2 separate regions of the Zea mays genome follow, and region 2 is linked to region 1. The links are chromatin contacts, called in public Hi-C maps. All regions are on one chromosome and are shown on one strand. The core of a region is the stretch at or near the end of the contact, and the rest is flanking DNA. Distances in the headings are between cores, read along the strand shown.

The links. Hi-C and Micro-C count contacts between places; a contact is called where the count stands out from the background.
Region 2: a Hi-C map of leaf shows a contact between it and region 1, with 4 times the contacts expected there. The contact joins the promoter of LOC100283512 here to the promoter of LOC100501241 in region 1. A contact is called at or near these places in 3 of 25 Hi-C or Micro-C datasets (ear, leaf and tassel).

Annotation. Positions count from the first base shown.
Region 1 is chr1:142,201,641-142,204,862 of Zm-B73-REFERENCE-NAM-5.0, forward strand. LOC100501241 (calmodulin-binding transcription activator 3) reads right to left here and starts at 1,519. Exons shown (of 13, transcript XM_008661880.3): 1 at 1,201-1,519. The coding sequence starts at 1,246.
Region 2 is chr1:142,467,037-142,470,258 of Zm-B73-REFERENCE-NAM-5.0, forward strand. It overlaps LOC100283512, which reads left to right and starts at 1,596. Exons shown (of 5, transcript NM_001156412.2): 1 at 1,596-2,394. The coding sequence starts at 1,696.

The DNA of each region.
Region 1 (3,222 bases), core at 269-2,768:
GACCATACAAGAAGGGATCGAGTCTAGAATGTTGATATACTTGATAGGCTAGAAGTAGCTTCAATTGAAGAAAAGCTTGTCCAACATCGGTTGAGATAATTTGGATATGTCCAGCAAAGACCTCCAGAGGTACCATTGCGTAATGGAATCCTAAGGCACGATAGCAATAAGAAGAGAGCAAGAGAAAGACCAAAGTTGACATGGAAAGAAGCAGAGACTTAAAATAATAAGATATAACCAAAGATTTAGCTTTGATAGGATTTTACGGAAAACAACTATCCATATATGTGAACCTTGATTTATGGGTTCTATTGGATTTTTAGCCCTAGCCCACCTAAGTTGCTTGGGATAAAAGGTGCGGTATTGGTGTTATTGTTGTTGAAACTCTTTGGCTCTTTCAGACAAAAAGAGGCACTGTTACTGGAAACAATGAACAAAAATGGCTATCATGACCATGGGATCCAAATTCCAAGCAGTGCAATGCAAACAGCGACCGAAACCGCGGTATTGCACGATTCAGTTGGACAGACCCTCATAACATAACCAACCCTGACCTCGCTACATTCTCCAGCAGGTCAGAGAATGGATGCTGTCAAAAGCAAATAGCAAGCAATTTTTCCTCATCCCTGAGCTGTCAGAGGGCCAGGAAAAATCCAACTAGAGAGCGCATAGATAAGACCCTCCCCTACTCACAAACTCCCGGCCATAGTGCACCAAAACTACCAAACACTTGCTTAACACCCAAATTTGCCTCCAATCTCTGCGTAACTATCTGCAAGTATTTGATAAATACTCCATTGCTTGCAGTGATTCCCTACGAGAAGCACACAAACCCTGAACGAGGAAGCTCTCACAAAGACCTCCCTGCCCCGCAGCGACCGCAGGGCTGACATACCGACGCCTCCGTGCCGGCATCAGCACGAAGTAACAAACACCCAGAGTCCCGACGCCAATACAAAGTAACAAACATCCATAGTCCCGATAAGTTACGAGGAAAGCCCAGAGCCCGCAGACCCGCGCCAGCGACGCGGAGAGATGTTTCCGCCTTGGCGACACCCGCATCTCCCGGCTGCCCGATTGACCACGACCGGAGCGTTGACCGAAGCACTCAGATCAGATCGAAGCACGCCCGCCTCAGGAATCAGGAGCAAACAAAGCGCATGGGATCACGGGGGAGGGGAAGTGGACGGGACGGCTCACCTAGCTGCGGCACGACCGCGAGGCGGCGCGCCTCCGTCGTGGCCATCGATCGGGCTCACAAGCGGCGGCCGCGGACCATGCAACCCGCTGGACCGGGCCGGGGAGGAGGGGAGGCCGTGCTGGCCTGGGGATCCGAGCGGCGGGGGGTGGGGTGGAAAGGGTGATTTCTGCAGGTTCGGGGCGTGGAGAAAGGAGGAAAGTGGAAACGGAGAACTTTTCCTCGTTCGCTCTGCTACAAGGGTTTAGCTCAGAGCATAACCGCGCTAGTGATTGAACGCCTGAAACTGAAAGAGGCGGGACAGCCAGTTAGGCTATTCGCAGCACTTTACTCTAAATTTTCTTTTATATATTATTTTTTTACGTCACATCAACATTTCATCTCTTATGTTTTCATCTCCCGCAGTGATTCTCCCCTATATTTTCTCCCTATACACCATTACAACCATAAAATATCATTTCTGTCGGCGTTTCGACCCCGGGGGTCCCTGGACCGACGTATCCCAGCCTAGATGGGTCGGCGCGAGACGAAACACAAGGGGGAACAATAAGGAGAATTGCGGCTCGTGTTGTCCTGCGCCCAGGGCGGATGCGCTTGCAGTAAGGGGTTACAAGCGTTCGCGAGGGAGAGAGAGAGCCTTGTTCGTCAGCCCGTCCTCCCGCGCGGCCATCTTCTCGTACGAGGGCCCTGGACCTTTCTTTTATAGATGTAAGGAGAGGGCCCAGGTGTACAATGGGGGGTGTAGCGATGTGCTATCGTGTCTAGCAGAGAGGAGCCAGCGCCCTATGTACATGCCGACGTGGCTGTCGGAGAGGTGTTGCTGCCCTGTTCATGTGATGTCGTGGTCGTCGGAGCAGCGCTTAGACCCTGTAGAAGTACAGTTGTCGGGGCTGTTGGATCCTTGCTGACGTCTCCTTGCCTCCGTAGGGGGCTGAAAGCCGCCGTCGTCATGGAGCACGCGGGGTGCCATCATTACTTGTTTACCGGGGCGAGCCAGATGGGATGCCGGTCTTGTTCCCCGTAGCCTGAGCTAGCTAGGGGTAGGGTAATGATGTACCCCCCTGCGGCGTGGTCGGTCCGAGCCCGAGGTCGGGCGAGGCGGTGACTCCTCCGAGGTTGAGGTCGAGTCCGAGCCCTGGGGTCGGACGAGGCGGAGACCGTCTTCCGAGGTCGAGGTTGAGTCCGAGCCCTAGGGTCGAGCGAGGCGGAGACCGTATTCCGAGGTCAAGGTTGAGTCTAAGCCCTGGGGTCGGGCGAGGCGGAGCTTCCTATGGCGCCCGAGGCTGGACTTGGCTGCTGTCAGCTTCACCCTGGCAGGTGGCACAGCAGTCGGAGCAGGGCAGGCGGCGTTGTTTTCCTGTCAGGTCAGTCAGTGGAGAGGCGAAGTGACTGCAGTCACTTCGGCCCTATCGACTGTGGAACGCGCGTCAGGATAAGGTGTCAGGCGATCCTTGCATTGAATGCTCCTGCGATGCGGTTGGTTGGCGTGGCGATCTGGCCAAGGTTGCTTCTCCGCGAAGCCTGCCCGAGCTGGGCCTCGGGGCGAGTCGAAGGTGCGCCCGTTGCTTGAGGAGGCCCTCGGGCGAGGCATGAATCCACCTGGGTCTACTGTTCCTGTCCGAGGCTGGGCTCGGGCGAGGCGAGATCGCATCCCTTGAGTGGACGGAGCCTTGACCTGAATTGCGCCCATCAGGCCTTTGCAGCTTTGTGCTGATGGTGGTTACCAGCCGAGTTTAGGAGTCTTGGGGGTACCTCTAATTATGGTCCCCGACAGTAGCCCCGAGCCTCAAAGGGAGTGTTGGTATTCGATTGGAGGTTTTTGTCGCACTTTTTTGCAAGGGGACCGGCCTTTCTCGGTTGCATTTCGTTCTGGTGGGTGCGCGCGAGCGCACCCGCCGGGTGTAGCCCCCGCGGCCTCGGAGGAGTGGTTTGACTCCTTCGAGGTCTTAGTGCCTTTAGTGATGCCTTGGTCGGTCTGATTGTTCCCTCATGCGAACTGGTCGTAGTCCGGGTGCATAGTCGGG
Region 2 (3,222 bases), core at 346-2,845, 270 kb after region 1:
ATGCATAATCATTTAGTTGAAGAAAACTTTTCTATTACTTCTTTTCTAAAATAGTTCTTGGTTTTCATAATTCAGTCCTCAACATTCATTGCTCAAGCATACGTTGCGATGTCAGAATTTACTATTTTATTTCTTCATATATTTATTTTGTTATTATTAATTTTTTTTTCTTATACAGATTTTGGGCATTACAAAAAGCAACTATTTTGAGCTTAACCCCACAAAAAGCTAGTCCACTTTAGCCAAACGGGATATTTGTTGAGTATGTTGATGTGTACTCACCATTTCTTAAACACAAAACACTAGGTTGTCCACATTGCAACCACTGCCCAGGAGAAGATGAAAGCCACACGGAGGACTTTCAGGAGTTCCAAGACTTTGAGGAGTTCTAGACTAGATTAGCGGCAAACCACCAGTCAGCTGCCTGTGAAGGCCTTATCTTTACTGCGTTTCACTTTAGCACTTTGATTTCTATTAAGTTAATGACCTATGTGGATGTTTCGGACATCATGATGTAACAAAGTAATACTTCTTTACGCTATTATGATAAATACTTCATCATGTAACCTTGGTAAGCATAAATTCTTCGTTTGGCTCTTACTTGCTCAGGAGAAAGAATGATGTCGTAGGGCATCATTGTTCAAGAGATGGATGTTCTTACTTGCACAAATTCTTTTAGAATCTTCAATCTCTAGACATAATGAGTGAAGCTAGAACATTCTTTAGTAACCATATACTTAGAAAAATTGTGACTATAACTTATTGGATTATTTGGATATCAAGAAATGGAGTCATTTTGTAAATAAAACTTGTAATGTTCTTTGTTGTGAATAAACTTTCAAAAAGAGCTTGGACTATTGTCCACCAAAGCCAAGCATTACATCAAGGAGCATTTGAGTATTTGGAGGGATAGCCTACACCAGTGGTTTTCTCCTTTTTCTTTGTGCTTTGCAAGCTTTGTAAACTATATATTCTGTACATGTTTAACTTCTTATATATACACAAAAAAACTGGGTTGGAGGATTTCCTTGCCGAATAATACAGTTTGGTTTCTGATTTGTGGGTCATCCAATGCACCGATCCATGTGGACCTTGCAAGTGACAAATGGCAATGATGTCGAGCTAGAATTTCACGTGACAAATGGCTTGTTTAGTTTCATGGGACTAAAATTTAGTCTCTACCTTATAGTCACTTTTAATCACTAAATTATCAAACACAGAGACTAAGGGTCTGTTCAGTTTTTAATAAACTGGTTTATAAAAATTAGGGTGGTTCCAAACATATCAATTTATGCACCAGTTTATAAAATCTGGATTTCTAGTTTCTTAAAATCCAAGAAGCTAATGTCGCCTAACTAAAACTAGTTCATGAAAATTGAGGTAATTTCAAACACCATTAACTAGTTTATTATAAACCAGTTTCTAGAAACTAGAGATAGAAACTATATTTTTAAAACTAGGTCCCTTCTAAACAAGATCTAAAAGAAAGAAAAAATATATGATTTAGTCTTTTTTGGTCTCTATATCTCAGACACTACTTAGAACGACTAGTACCAGACACTACAACTACAAGAGAGCCACTAGTCCCACGGTCCCACCAAACATAGAGGCATTCCGCAGTCCGCAGTCCATCCGCAGTCCGCAGTCCGCACGCACGGACGCGCCCTCCCAGATCTCCCGCCTCCGGCAAACAAAATGCCCCCACTCTCACCGCCCGCATCGCTGACCCCCGCTGCTGGCGGTCGGCGACGGTGGAAGTGCCGCCTCAGTCCCACTATCGCACGTGACCGCTGCTACACTCGCTCCTTCCGCTCCGCGGGGCTCCGCCCGGCGGCCATTCCGCTCCCCGATGGCGCCGTCGTACACCTGTGGCTCCCGCCTCCTGCCGCCGACCCCGCCAAGCCCCTATACCCTGTTCTGCTTCTCCACGGCTTCGGCGCACAAGCCACCTGGCAGTGGGCGCCCTTCCTCGGCCCGCTCCTCGCTGCCGGTCTGGCCCCCTATGTCCCGGACCTCGTCTTCTTTGGCGCCTCATCCTCCCCCGCAGCAGACCGCTCCCCGGTCTATCAGGCTGCCTGTGTTGCCGCCGCTATGGCCGCGCTTCCTGGCGCCCCGCAGCGGTACGCCGTCGTCGGGGTCAGTTACGGCGGCTTCGTAGCATACCACCTCGCCCACGCGTTTCCGGCAGCGGTGGAGCGGCTTGTACTAGTCGCGGCCGGTGTTTGCCTCGAGGAGGCCGATCTGGCCGCGGGGCTCTTTGCCGTTGAGGATATCGCCGAGGCTGCAAGTCTTTTGCTGCCCCAGCGGCCGGAGGATCTCCGGAGGTTGGTGGGGCTCACCTTCTGCCGCCCTCAGCGGTTCATGCCGTCCTGTTTCATCAGAGATTACATCAGGGTAGGTAAAGCAGGGACTTGCCAACTATTTTCACCTGCAGTTTCTTGGCTGAGATGTTTCGTGGTTGATAATGAACAATTAATTGTTGTGTACTGTACAACTTAGGTTTGGTGGTTCGGTGCTAAAGGTAAAAACCACGGATTTGATCCACAATTGCTACCTGTATCGATCCATTGTTGCATTGGAGGTGTTGTTAGTTCAAAGCGTCTTTGGATCGGCTAAGACTATGAATGTTTGGATCTAGGCTAAAAGTGCATATATATATCAATGAACTATTAGCCCTTGTTAGTTAGTTGTACTTGGCTAATGAACTAACAGTTATCCAAGAACTTGGCTAAAAGTTTGCTCAAACCATTAGTCCTCATGTTTGGATGGTCTAGAGATATTTTTTAGCTTCTATTGTTTGCCCACAGAATCCAAACAGACCCTTGGCAGTTACAACGTTCCAGCAACTTGTTTGAGTGCTGAACCCACCACTTCTTAACCCCCTGTTATCCTAATCCCATTCCTGTTGGTGGCCGTGTGGGCCTCGACGCGGGAGGGGGGATCGGCACGCTTGTTGGCAAAACGGTGGATGCACTGTTGTATTTATATGAGAGGTTTTTTTGCCGAGATGGATTAAGTTTGGGTCGGATTTTTAAATTTTGGAATATCATTTTCAGGGTTCAAATAATTCCAAAAAACTGTTTTAATCCCTAAAAAAGACTTCGGGTGGTTAGAAAAATCCAAGAAAAATTATGGGAACTTTTTGGGACCCAATGAGCTCGAACAAAATGGTTAGAGATCAAGGAAATATTGTGATGAACTTCGAACGTGAAGATCTCGACT